Linked DNA regions of Xenopus laevis: region 2 is linked to region 1. The links are chromatin contacts, called in public Hi-C maps. All regions are on one chromosome and are shown on one strand. Each heading gives the region's core, a stretch centred on a gene start, on an enhancer-like site or on the middle of the called end of the contact. The rest is flanking DNA. Distances are from core to core; before and after follow the strand shown. Region 1 holds the start of gem.L (GTP-binding protein GEM). Region 2 overlaps rad54b.L (RAD54 homolog B L homeolog).

Region 1 (5,403 bases), core at 870-3,369:
TGTATATCATATTGTAAATCGAATGTCTAGAGCATGTGCAACCTATAGTTGAATTACAATTCCCAGTACAGGGGTGGGATGCTGGAATTTGAAGTTCAAAAGTATATGGAGTGCTGGTGACTGAACATCGCTCTTTTGTAAAACAATGCTTGTCAGGGAGTACGGGCGGGTACCATATTTAGGGGCAATTTTGGGTCCCCCAGCAAAAATACTTGGTAGGACAGAAAGTACCTTGACTTACCTTGAAAATATCCCATCACAAAATACGTAATAAAACAGTAGATAATAATGCCTATACATTTACACCAGTGATGTCTATCTCGCAGCCCTTCATCTTAGGTTTTAGGTGGCAATCGCGACAGAGAAAACACAATCAAAAAAATGCAATCACAGTTTATTTTGCTGGAAAAACTCAAGCACCAACATTAACGATTGGGGGCCGCTGGCCAGCTACCTGTTTTGCCTACCCCCAGGGGCGATTCTGTTAATCTTCCTTCATTTTGCTGCCCCCACCCCTCCCCATGGCACTCACCTTTCAGCGTAGAAGGGGGTCGTGTGCGTCCAGTTGCTACTGCAGAGAGAGCAATTGCTCTCTGCACTAGAAGAGCCAAATTTCTGGGTTGAAAAATGGAAATTTGGCTCTGAGCTACCAGGTGCGGCAACCAAGTGTCTCAACTCACCTCATTGGTGGAACCCCCCTGTCTACCCCTAGTCCGGACTCACCTTACACTCGGCTTGCGTGCTCCTTGACCCACACGTATGCGCGTGCTGAGGGAGGGGGGTGAGCTGGCAGGCTGGGTTGCTTAGGGCCTACCTTGTCTCTGGCTAATTCTAAGCAACTTTTCAATGGGTCTTCATTTTATTTTTTTTCTAGGTTTTGAATTATTTGCCTTCTGCTTCTGACACTTTTCATTTTTCAGATAGGGGTCACTGACCCCATCTAATATACAAATGCTCTGTAAGGATACAAATTAATTGTTATTGCTACTTCTTACTATTCAGCATTCTATTTAGGCCTCACCTATTCATAATTCCAATTTCTTATTCAAATCAATGCATGGTTGCTAGGGTACAGTGGCATAACTATAGAGGAAGCAGACCACACGGGGGCCAGAGGAACATGGGGGTTCGGACCGCAGGGTCTGCTTTCTCTATAGCTTTAAAGAAATCCCAGCTCACAGCTGCACAATGCTGAGGACACATGAGGGAGACAGGATGGATAGGTGAAAGGGAGAACAAGCGGGCAGGCATGTGGGCAGACGAGAGGGGCAGGCGGGTAGATGGACGAGAGGTGCAGGTGGGTGGATGGACGAGAGGGGCAGGCGGGTGGACGGACGGACGAGAGGGGAAGGTGGACGGATGGACAGACAAGAGGATGGGCGGGTGAGAGGATGGCCAAGTGGTAGGACAGGTGGACAGGCCGCTGAGTGGGAGGAGATGTGGGCAAGCCAACATGGAGGGAGGATGGGCAGGTGAGAGGGTGGGTAGATGATTGAGGTTGTAATGTTGAAGTATGTGCCGGGCCCTTCTGCAGTTCTTTTGCAATGGCCCCAACGTTGCCTAGGTTCACCTCTGCTAGGGTAATTAGGACCCTAGCAACCAGACTGCTGAACTTGCAAACCGGGGAGCTGCTGAATAAAAAGCTATATAACTCAAAAAAACACTAATAATAAAAAAATAAAAACCAATTGCAAATTGTGTTAGAATATCACTGTCTACATCATACAAAAAGTTAATTTAAAGGTTAACAACCCCTTTAATTATACTTGAACTGAACATGGCCGGCTGTATGGAGCCCTGCACAGGAAATATATGCACCATTGTACTCCTCCACAGCTAATGTTATTGCCTTATTCTATTTGTTCTTCCTTCAATCTCTGTTTTCATTTTTTGCCTTGCATTTATTGTTTTCCATTGCTCCGTTATAAAAATCTGGACCGTATAAATTAAGTGGAAAAATAATGAGTGGAATTCTAGTGGCTAAGACACGTTTAATTGTTGCTGCCTGGGTGAGTGCACACAAGGTTCCGCTCTCCTGCTGCAGTGGGCTGGCGTGAGCTCTGCAAATGAACATGACATCACGGAAAAGCCCTGTCTCCCAGCCACCGAGCTTAATATAAACTGGAGGAGCTGAGAAAGAATTGGAGAAAGTCAGGGTAACGGAGAGTCAGCACTTCATCCAACTATTCCCTGAGAGATCCCTGTACTCTGCACTCAGGACTTCAGCTTTTGCGGGGTTTCAGAAGACAAGCAATAAAGGTAAGTAAATGCTTTCCAAAATGCAGAGTTAGAAATTAAATCCTATAGAGCAGAGTGATCACATATACTTCTGTTATAAACAAAACCAAACCAGTTTAACTGTGACATGTAAAGGCACACGCCAGCTAAATGGGCAATGACTGGGTTTAATATTTAATCTCTAGATCATCATCATCATCATGTATTTATATAGTGCCAGCGAGTGATATTGCTAATAAGAATCAATAATACAGGGGTCTTATAATGATTTGACAAATAAAATGCACACTAGTTGGGGTGCCAGTGGGGAGAAATTATTTATGTCACTTTAAAGTTTCATTTGCTGGGAAAGGAATATGTTTTATAGGGTTGGCATACTGTTTAATTGGACATAATTGTATATATTGGGTATTAGCAAAATAAAAATGAAAACCATTACAGTGATATTACTAGCACACTGCATATTTGGAAATAATGGGGTCCCCTTCATATTAGTTTAAAGGATTTTATTTGAATTTGTTTTTCATCATTTTTTTCCCCTAAAAAATGGGGTAAGAATTATAAGTCATTGCAGGACATAATGATTGACAGAGCTGATGTCCAAATGATTGCAAACTTGTATTATTATATATCTTAATTGCAAAAACTCTACATGAGGGGTGCTGCTGGATCTAAGTCATGTTACTAAACATGGTAGTTGAGCAGAGCAATGTATTCTGCTCCCAGGGAGAAAAGCTCAGATCCCAGATGCTCCAGCAAACCATGTTTAGACAATGGAAGCCTAACCTGCCTGATGGAATGGATTTGTTGATTTAAACACTGTGAATTTATGGACCTTTTATTGAACAAATGTGCAGCCTCTAGTGGTGATCCTGGGTACTGCCAAGGCTGGGATTCTTCGCCTTTTTGGAGACCTGGATTAATGCTGCTGAGGGTCAGTTTTGTGGCACAGGAATTGGAGCCCTGCTTTCAACAGCCTGGGGATTCATCTTTGGACAAGTTAAGAACCTCTGTATAAAGGTTTACATTCTGGTTGTTCCACACTTGCAGTGGATTCCAAAATGTAACCACACAAATTCTCTCAAATATTAAAGAGGTGCAGCCAGAATAATTGGCAGTCATTTAGATTTCTTGTAATTATTGTAATTCCATATAAAAAAACATACTGATGTTACTGGGTTACTTGTTCTTGTGGAGGCAGCAAACTATTCAGCACAGACATGGGCATCTTCAGTAGTGGTTGCACAAAATGCGTGAGGACTCTCCACCCTATGTTCCTGAAAGGGGTGGTTCAACTTTAAGTTAACATTTAGTATGTTATAGAATGGCTAATTCTAAGCAACTTTTCAATTGGCCATCATTTTGTTCTCTTATATAGTTTTTGAATTATTTGCCTTTTTTCGGACTCTTTCCAACTTTCAAATACGGGTCACTGACTCTGTTTCAATACAAATGCTCTATAAGGCTACAGACATATTGTTGTTGCTTTTTATTAACCATCTTTCTCTCCTATTCATAATTTGGTCTCTTATTCAAATAAATGCATAGTTGCTAGGGTAATGTGGACCTGAGCAACCAGATTGCTTAGATTGCAAACTGGAGAGCTGCGGAATAAAAAGCTAAATGACTCAAAAAACCACAAATAATAACAAATGAGAACCAATTGCAAATTGTCGGAGAATATGACTATCTACATCATACTTAAAGTTAATTTAAAGGTGAACAACCCCTATAACTTAACTTTAACAATTCCAGCACCCACCAGCTAAAGGGAGTTACTTGTAATTGTCGCTCACCAATGAATTATGGTTGAGAATCTCATATCTAAAGTATTAGATTGTATGGTCAATGAAAGTTTACACCTTATTGACCCTCTTAAATCATCTCTTAGGTGCATCCTTAGACTTTCAGTACCTGTGGGTATAAATTGGATGCTGGCTGTGTGGCTGCACAGAATCTACTGTAGTCTGCAACATGCCTCTAAATTTACTGAGAAAGTCTGGTAGCCTACTGCAACCAACAAGATGTTTGATATCAGCCAGTAAATGCTGCCTGCTAAATAACTGTTGAAAATTTTACAACTTTTGTTTCATTTTTCCCCCACAGCCAGAGAAGGATGACTTTGAATGTGACCATGCGTCGCAGCACCACCACAGCCAATGCACAACAGCGATGGAGCATCCCGGCGGATGCAAAGAACCTTCAGGCTCAGAAGAAGCAGCAGCACTTCAACCTCACCCGCAAATACACCATCAATTACCCGGCCATCAATAACCCCACCATCAATAACCCAGTGGAGTATTACCGGAGAAGCTGGTCATCGGATTCTTCTGACTCGGTCATCTCTTCTGAGTCTGGGAATACCTACTACCGGGTTGTGCTCATTGGGGAGCAAGGAGTTGGAAAGTCTACGCTGGCTAATATATTTGCAGGGGTGCCTGATTCTGTGGATGGTGACTGTGATATGTTAGGAGGTAAGGTCACCATTAGCATGTCCAACAAACCATAGAATAGCCAGATTGCTTTTTGTAAAAATCTGTGGTTATTTAACTCAGCCCTCCCCATAGGATATGTCCAAATATTAGACCCCCCAATTTGCATAGAACTCCCAGCAGCTCTGGACAGCTGAAGACTGATGTTACCAGAAAAATATGTAAATCTAGTCTGGCACAAATGGGATCACACTCCATTAATAGATGCAGTTTAATTTTATTAAGCAAAAAACATCTCAGGAAAGCCTTGCGCGTTTCGTGCCTTGTTGTCATAGGCTAAAAAACATTTGTACATACAGTCATATTTAGATGAAAACGACCAATCAGAGGCATGCCCCAAACAGCCAATCTAAGGATAGACAATTAAGAGAGGACCAAATGGAAGCATGCTTAGGATGCCCAATCAAAAACACTGTTACAAAGTTGCTTAGACTATCCTAGATTGTATCATATATAAAGAGTTACAAAAGTAATAAGTTGAAAAAAACTTTTAAAGGAGACAATATAGCATTTTACACTTGGGGTGCCAAAAGTTAGGCACCCCCAAGTGACCACTTTTACTTACCTGACACCGCACCGGCCCGGGGTTCTTCTAGTGACCACCATGGAGAGATCCTCTTCCTGCTTCTTTGGGTTTTCTCACAGTTGCGCATGTGCAGTAGAGTGGAAAGCC
Region 2 (5,466 bases), core at 1,352-3,851, 41 kb before region 1:
CCAAACTGCCTTCCCCTGCCTTTTGCCGGCTAAAATGAAAATCGACTGTGGAAGGCACTCGGATCGCTTCATTTTCCAAAATCACTCGAAGTTGCATCCCAAGGAAACTTCGGGCGACTTCAGAAAACGAAGCGATCCGAGTGCCTTCCCGTCGACGATTTTCATTCTAGCCAGCGGAAGGCAGGGAAATGCAGTTGGGGGAGATCAGTCGCCCCGAAGAAGAGGAGTTTTGTCACCCGGCGACTAATCTCCCTGAATCCGCCAGTGTGTCTCTGCCCTAAGGGGGGCCACATGGGACATAACTGTTCTGCAAGTTTGCAATTGATCCTCGGCATGCAACTCAGATTCAAAACCAAACGGTTATGACCCATATGGCCCCCCTTTAAGTCAGGGATTGGTTGCTGACTGGTAACCAATAAGAGATCTGCAAAGCAGGAAGTAGTGTTCTGGCTATTATGTTAGACATCCAGTCACTTCAGCCTTTATACATTACTAAATATAATGAAAAAATTACAGATTATCTAGTTTTTATTTTTATATGGAACAATTCCTTTAAAGGGGATATCCATCCGAGAACTGTTTTTTTTTTTTTTTTTAGCATAATGAAAGACAAGAAATCCATTTCCTGCCTTTTGAAAACAATTTTTAAAAAGCCTTCGGTTCTTTAGCGATAAATTGATAGCAGCCATTGTTTGGGTTAATACGGAAAAGCAGCACTACATTCTTCGATTCTCTTTGACTCTAAGGCGCTGGAGGTTTGCGTTTTTTTAGACAGCTCTCTAACAGAACAGTTCATTTTTGAGACCGCAGTCCTTAGTGTCCTGCCTTTCTCCCCGTGTGGTGTCCCAGGGCCTAGAAAAAACTTAGGTAGTAGATTTTGGGACAGCTCCACCTCTACTCTATTTTCACTTTCCAATCTTTTAACACATGAAATGCTAGCTATTTAATATTTTATGCAAAAAAAATTGTAATAACTACACTTGATTTGTATGTAATAATTTAACTTGTGGATGAATTTATAATCCAATTGATACTTTGCACGCACTGGCACTTTAATTAATTAATTGATAATATTGATTATTAATTGGAATATAATTATTAAGCTGTTTGGATGAATTCATTGAAATGACTAAAGATGGATTCATTTGTGTATTAGCAATTAATTGTGTATTTAATTTTTGCACTTATATTAAGCACTAAACACTTTATACATGCCACTTCATTTTTCTTTTTTTTTACCAATTGGGACAAATAAAGTAAACAGATAGTGTGGGGTTACTACGTTCTTCTTTTTGGTTTAATTGCGTACTAGTAATTACACCTCACACATTCTGGTGTAATAAGTGATACTTAAACTAATTACAAGAATAACCTCTGCTTTCCAGACAAGTAATTCTAATCAACTTTCCAATATACAATTCCATGGTTAAGTATAAATGTAATTGCAATTGAAAACAGTGTTTGCTGATCCCATTCTGTTCTCTGGGCCTATTAAAAGAATATAGAGTGCCGTGTGTAGTGATGGGCGAATTTGGGGCACTTCGCTGGAAAATTTGCGAATTTCCCGTGATTTGCAAAACTGCGCCAGCGTCTCGTTTTTGACGCTGGCATCCGCTTTTTTGGACGCCATCATCCGTTTTTGGCGAAATTGCGCCAGTGTCCAAAAAAAGCGGTGAAATGCAAGAATTTGCCACGAATAGCGCCTGGCGAATAAATTCGCCCATCACTAGTCGCGTGTTCTCCAGTTGCAACATTGTTTCAAGAGTCAGAGCCAACAGTGCAGAAACTGTAAACATACGCATCTTTCAATTGCAGTTACATTTATTAATAAATAAACCATAGACCGTAGGTTATTTGATGGAGGTTGTTACAATTATTCTGCCTAGGTTTATTCATTTAGACTTCTACCAGCAGGTGTCGCCATAGTGCTATTTAAATGTTTATGGAAGTACTTTTTGCTTATATACATATATAATCTAATATCATTTACTTTGTTTTTCTGCTTTGCTTCTGTATTTGTACAGTGCTACCGTGTGTTTGCAGCACTAACCATTTTATAGTGCTAACATGGAGAAGAGGCCAAAAGAAGTATGAAATGTAAATTATAAATACATCACTGAAATGTAGCAATGGAGGAGATTTAAAAAAGTCTATATGGCACAGGTTAAATAGCGGATAACAGATAACACTATTATGTTCTACAGAGTTTATCTGCTGTGTAACCTGAGCCTTTTTTCCTTTGAAAGGCTGCCCCCATTGCTAAACAGCAGCTTATTAACATAAACAATAGTAGTGTTTCTGAAGCAAACACACCAGTTTTACCAGTTCAGGGCAACAGTACATTATATTTTTATTACTTTAAAAACTTTCATTTTTTGATGTTACTGTTCCTTTAATGCACGTGTAAGGAATACAGCTTACCTAATATTAGAGAGTCCTCTTTAACTTCAGCAATGGAAAGAGAAATATTTTGGGCATAGTACATTAACTTTAACCATTTCTTTGCTTTAGGCAATGGCTCGAGTGTGGAGGGATGGACAGAGGCGCACTGTGCATATTTACAGGCTTCTCACTACAGGTGAGTGTGAGTGTTCTAACATGTACCATTGTTTATGGCAGAAAGTGCATAGCTTCAGTATGGTGTTGCTGAGTCAAAACACACACAACTTTACATTATGCCATAGGTGTGAGCCTCATGGGCCTGCAGTTGATGCCTACGGGTGTGAAGTGCAAGATCCTGACTGGGAAATGTTTAAAAAGCCATTATATACTTAGATCAACATTGTGCTTTTTTCCATGTGGTGGGGGAAATAGTTGCTGTCTACACTGCTTATTCTAAAACCCTAGCCTGATATATATACGGTAAGTGCACACAATGGTGATCCTTGGATTCAGTCACAATGCAAGTTCTCACATTTATATCTGGAAGAAGTTAAAGGAACAGTAACATCAAAAAAATGAAACTGTTTTAAAGTAATAAAAAATGTTGTTGCCCTGCACTGGTAAAACGGATGTGTTTGCTTCAGAAAAACTACTATTGTTTATGTAAATAAGTTGCTGTGTAGCAATGGGGGCAGCCATTCAAAAGGCTCAGGTTACACAGCAGATAAGCTCTGTGGAACATAATGGTGTTATCTGTTATCCACTATTTATCCTGTGCCATATAGACTTTTTTCAATTTCCGCCATTGCTACACAGCAGCTTGTTTATATGAACTATAGTAGTGTTTCTGAAACACATCCGTTTTTCCAGTGCAGGGCAACACTACATGATATTTTCATTATTTTAAAACAGTTTCAGTTTTGGTGTTACTGTTTCTTTAATTCTCCTATACACAAATGAAAATGGTCTCCTGTTGGATACCATGGCATCTGTCATTCCTATTCTTTTCCAATAAACTCCTGGATATAGCGATGTCACCGTGCCGAATGTGAATTTTATTTTTCCTGCAGGCTCATTAGAGGAAAAGATCTACCAGAGGCAGATAAGTAAGCAAGGCCTGTCTGGTGCTGTTGTGGACTTGACAAAGAAATCCGAGCACATCCGCTTCTCTGTAGATGAGCTGAGAAATCTATTTACTTTGCATGAAGATACAGATTGTGTGACTCACGAGCTGCTGGAATGTGACTGCATAAAAACAAACTGTCTTTCAGGTAACGCACCCGATAAATGTTTTATTGTTGTATTTACACTCATTGGTGTTATAGTTCATTTCGTTCAGCTGGAATTTAGCTCCAGTCCACCACACAGGCTTTATGGCCTCTGAACTGAGCACACCCAAGGATATTCCAGTCTGTGTGTAACCTCTTAGTCATCTGCTTTACTTTAGCCATACCTTCCCATATGTCTGCCCCCAGTTACTTTAATATATATTACATATATTCACCCCTGTGACTTTGTACAGAGGAGAGCATGTAGCACCCAGTTTCGCTCACATCTGTTTCTTGGTTTATTAAAGATGTAGTATTGCCTTTTTTGTATTTATGTTCTTCAAGCTGATTACAAGGAAGGCAAAATAATAATAAATCTGAGATTCCACAACTTAATGTTAAGCATTACTAAGCACGGGTTATAAGGATATTGGTTACAAGATAGTCGTGGGTCTTGTGTATTATATAGTGGATAAAGTACCCCCTCTTGTAAAATATAGGGATATTATAAGTCACCGAGGAGTTTCATGATCATATAAAAGCACGAGGCCGAAGGTCGAGTGTTTTTATACAGGTCATGGAACTCCGAGGTAACTCCGAGGTAACTTCTAATATCCTCATATTTTGCAACTGGGGGTACTTTATTTATTATAATACACAAGTTTCAGTGAGTCATGTGACAGAAATGACAACAGAACTCACCGTTTATAACTGATGACATCAGAACTCACCGTTTATAAGGATATAATTTACAGGATATTCATGGCTTTTGTGTATTATATATAGATATAGATATAGATATATATATATATATATATATATATATATATATATATATATATATATATATATATATATATATATATATATATATATATATAGAGAAAGATACTGGTGCTCTCGAAAAAATATAGTGCCTGGTTGCAGTCCTGTAAAGCCTCTTCAAGATTACTCTCATATATATATATATATATATATATATATATATATATATATATATATATATATATATATAAATATACAGACTTCCATTCCAAACTGTTTAATTTGCAATGAAGAGTCTTGTCCTGCTGTACCGTTGGCTGGACTAGGCACATGACAGTTGCTGGTATCCAGAGGAGGCACCAGGAGGTAGGTGAACCATTAGGAAAGGTACCAGCCTCTACATTGTTTGGCTCTTGCTCTATAACATTCATAGTTGTATCAACTTTTTCATTTTGGTTTCAGATGGTTTGCCTCAAAAGCCATTAATCCATAGGAGTTGTCAGCTTGAATTACACCGGGATCAGCTTAATAAGAATTTTTCCATGTCTGAGCTCATGCAGTGGAAACATTTCTCCGGGCAGCAGAGTACGGATGATCCCTTTCTGCAAATGGGAAAAGAACATATTTCTTTCGTTTTTCAGAACACAACAAACGTCCAAGTAAACCCAACGTCAGAACTTTCTCCTGCCGTGTGATCGTTCTGTCCCACTGTTTATAGGATAAGTGCTCGGCCATTGCCACAGGTACTTCCACCCACAGCTCTTAGCCCAAGAAACTGCTGTTGGCTGCACCATTCATCAAACACATGTTTCGGTTGCTCTTCTGTTTATATCGTTTCACTGGCAGAGATCACACATCACAGAACAAGAGCCCTGTGGTCCATATACCAGTTTGCAGTGCAGCCTCCTTTAACTTTTGAGCTGGACTGGTATGGCCGTAAGGCTCAGCTGGGTCCCTCCTTTCTTTTACTCTGTTCTTTATTGTGTTCTTACCACATTCTAACAACAGGAAGACTTGTAACCCTGTTATGCACCAGACATATCTCTATGTG

The links. Hi-C and Micro-C count contacts between places; a contact is called where the count stands out from the background.
Region 2: a Hi-C map of the XTC cell line shows a contact between it and region 1, with 1.7 times the contacts expected there. The contact joins the enhancer-like site here to the promoter of gem.L in region 1. A contact is called at or near these places in 2 of 4 Hi-C or Micro-C datasets (the XL177 cell line and the XTC cell line).

What each region holds. Positions count from the first base shown.
Region 1 is chr6L:137,846,258-137,851,660 of Xenopus_laevis_v10.1, reverse strand. gem.L (GTP-binding protein GEM) reads left to right here and starts at 2,119. Exons shown (of 5, transcript XM_018268132.2): 1 at 2,119-2,259; 2 at 4,345-4,712. The coding sequence starts at 4,355.
Region 2 is chr6L:137,888,051-137,893,516 of Xenopus_laevis_v10.1, reverse strand. It overlaps rad54b.L (RAD54 homolog B L homeolog), which reads left to right. Exons shown (of 15, transcript NM_001091651.1): 13 at 2,512-2,578; 14 at 3,453-3,653; 15 at 4,878-5,466. The coding sequence ends at 5,110. Among protein-coding and RNA genes, the nearest start is that of LOC121394759, 30 kb to the left of the region's middle. Within about 2 kb of position 2,601, at least 1 of the 7 cell types and tissues checked has an H3K27ac peak or open chromatin away from gene starts, as enhancers often do.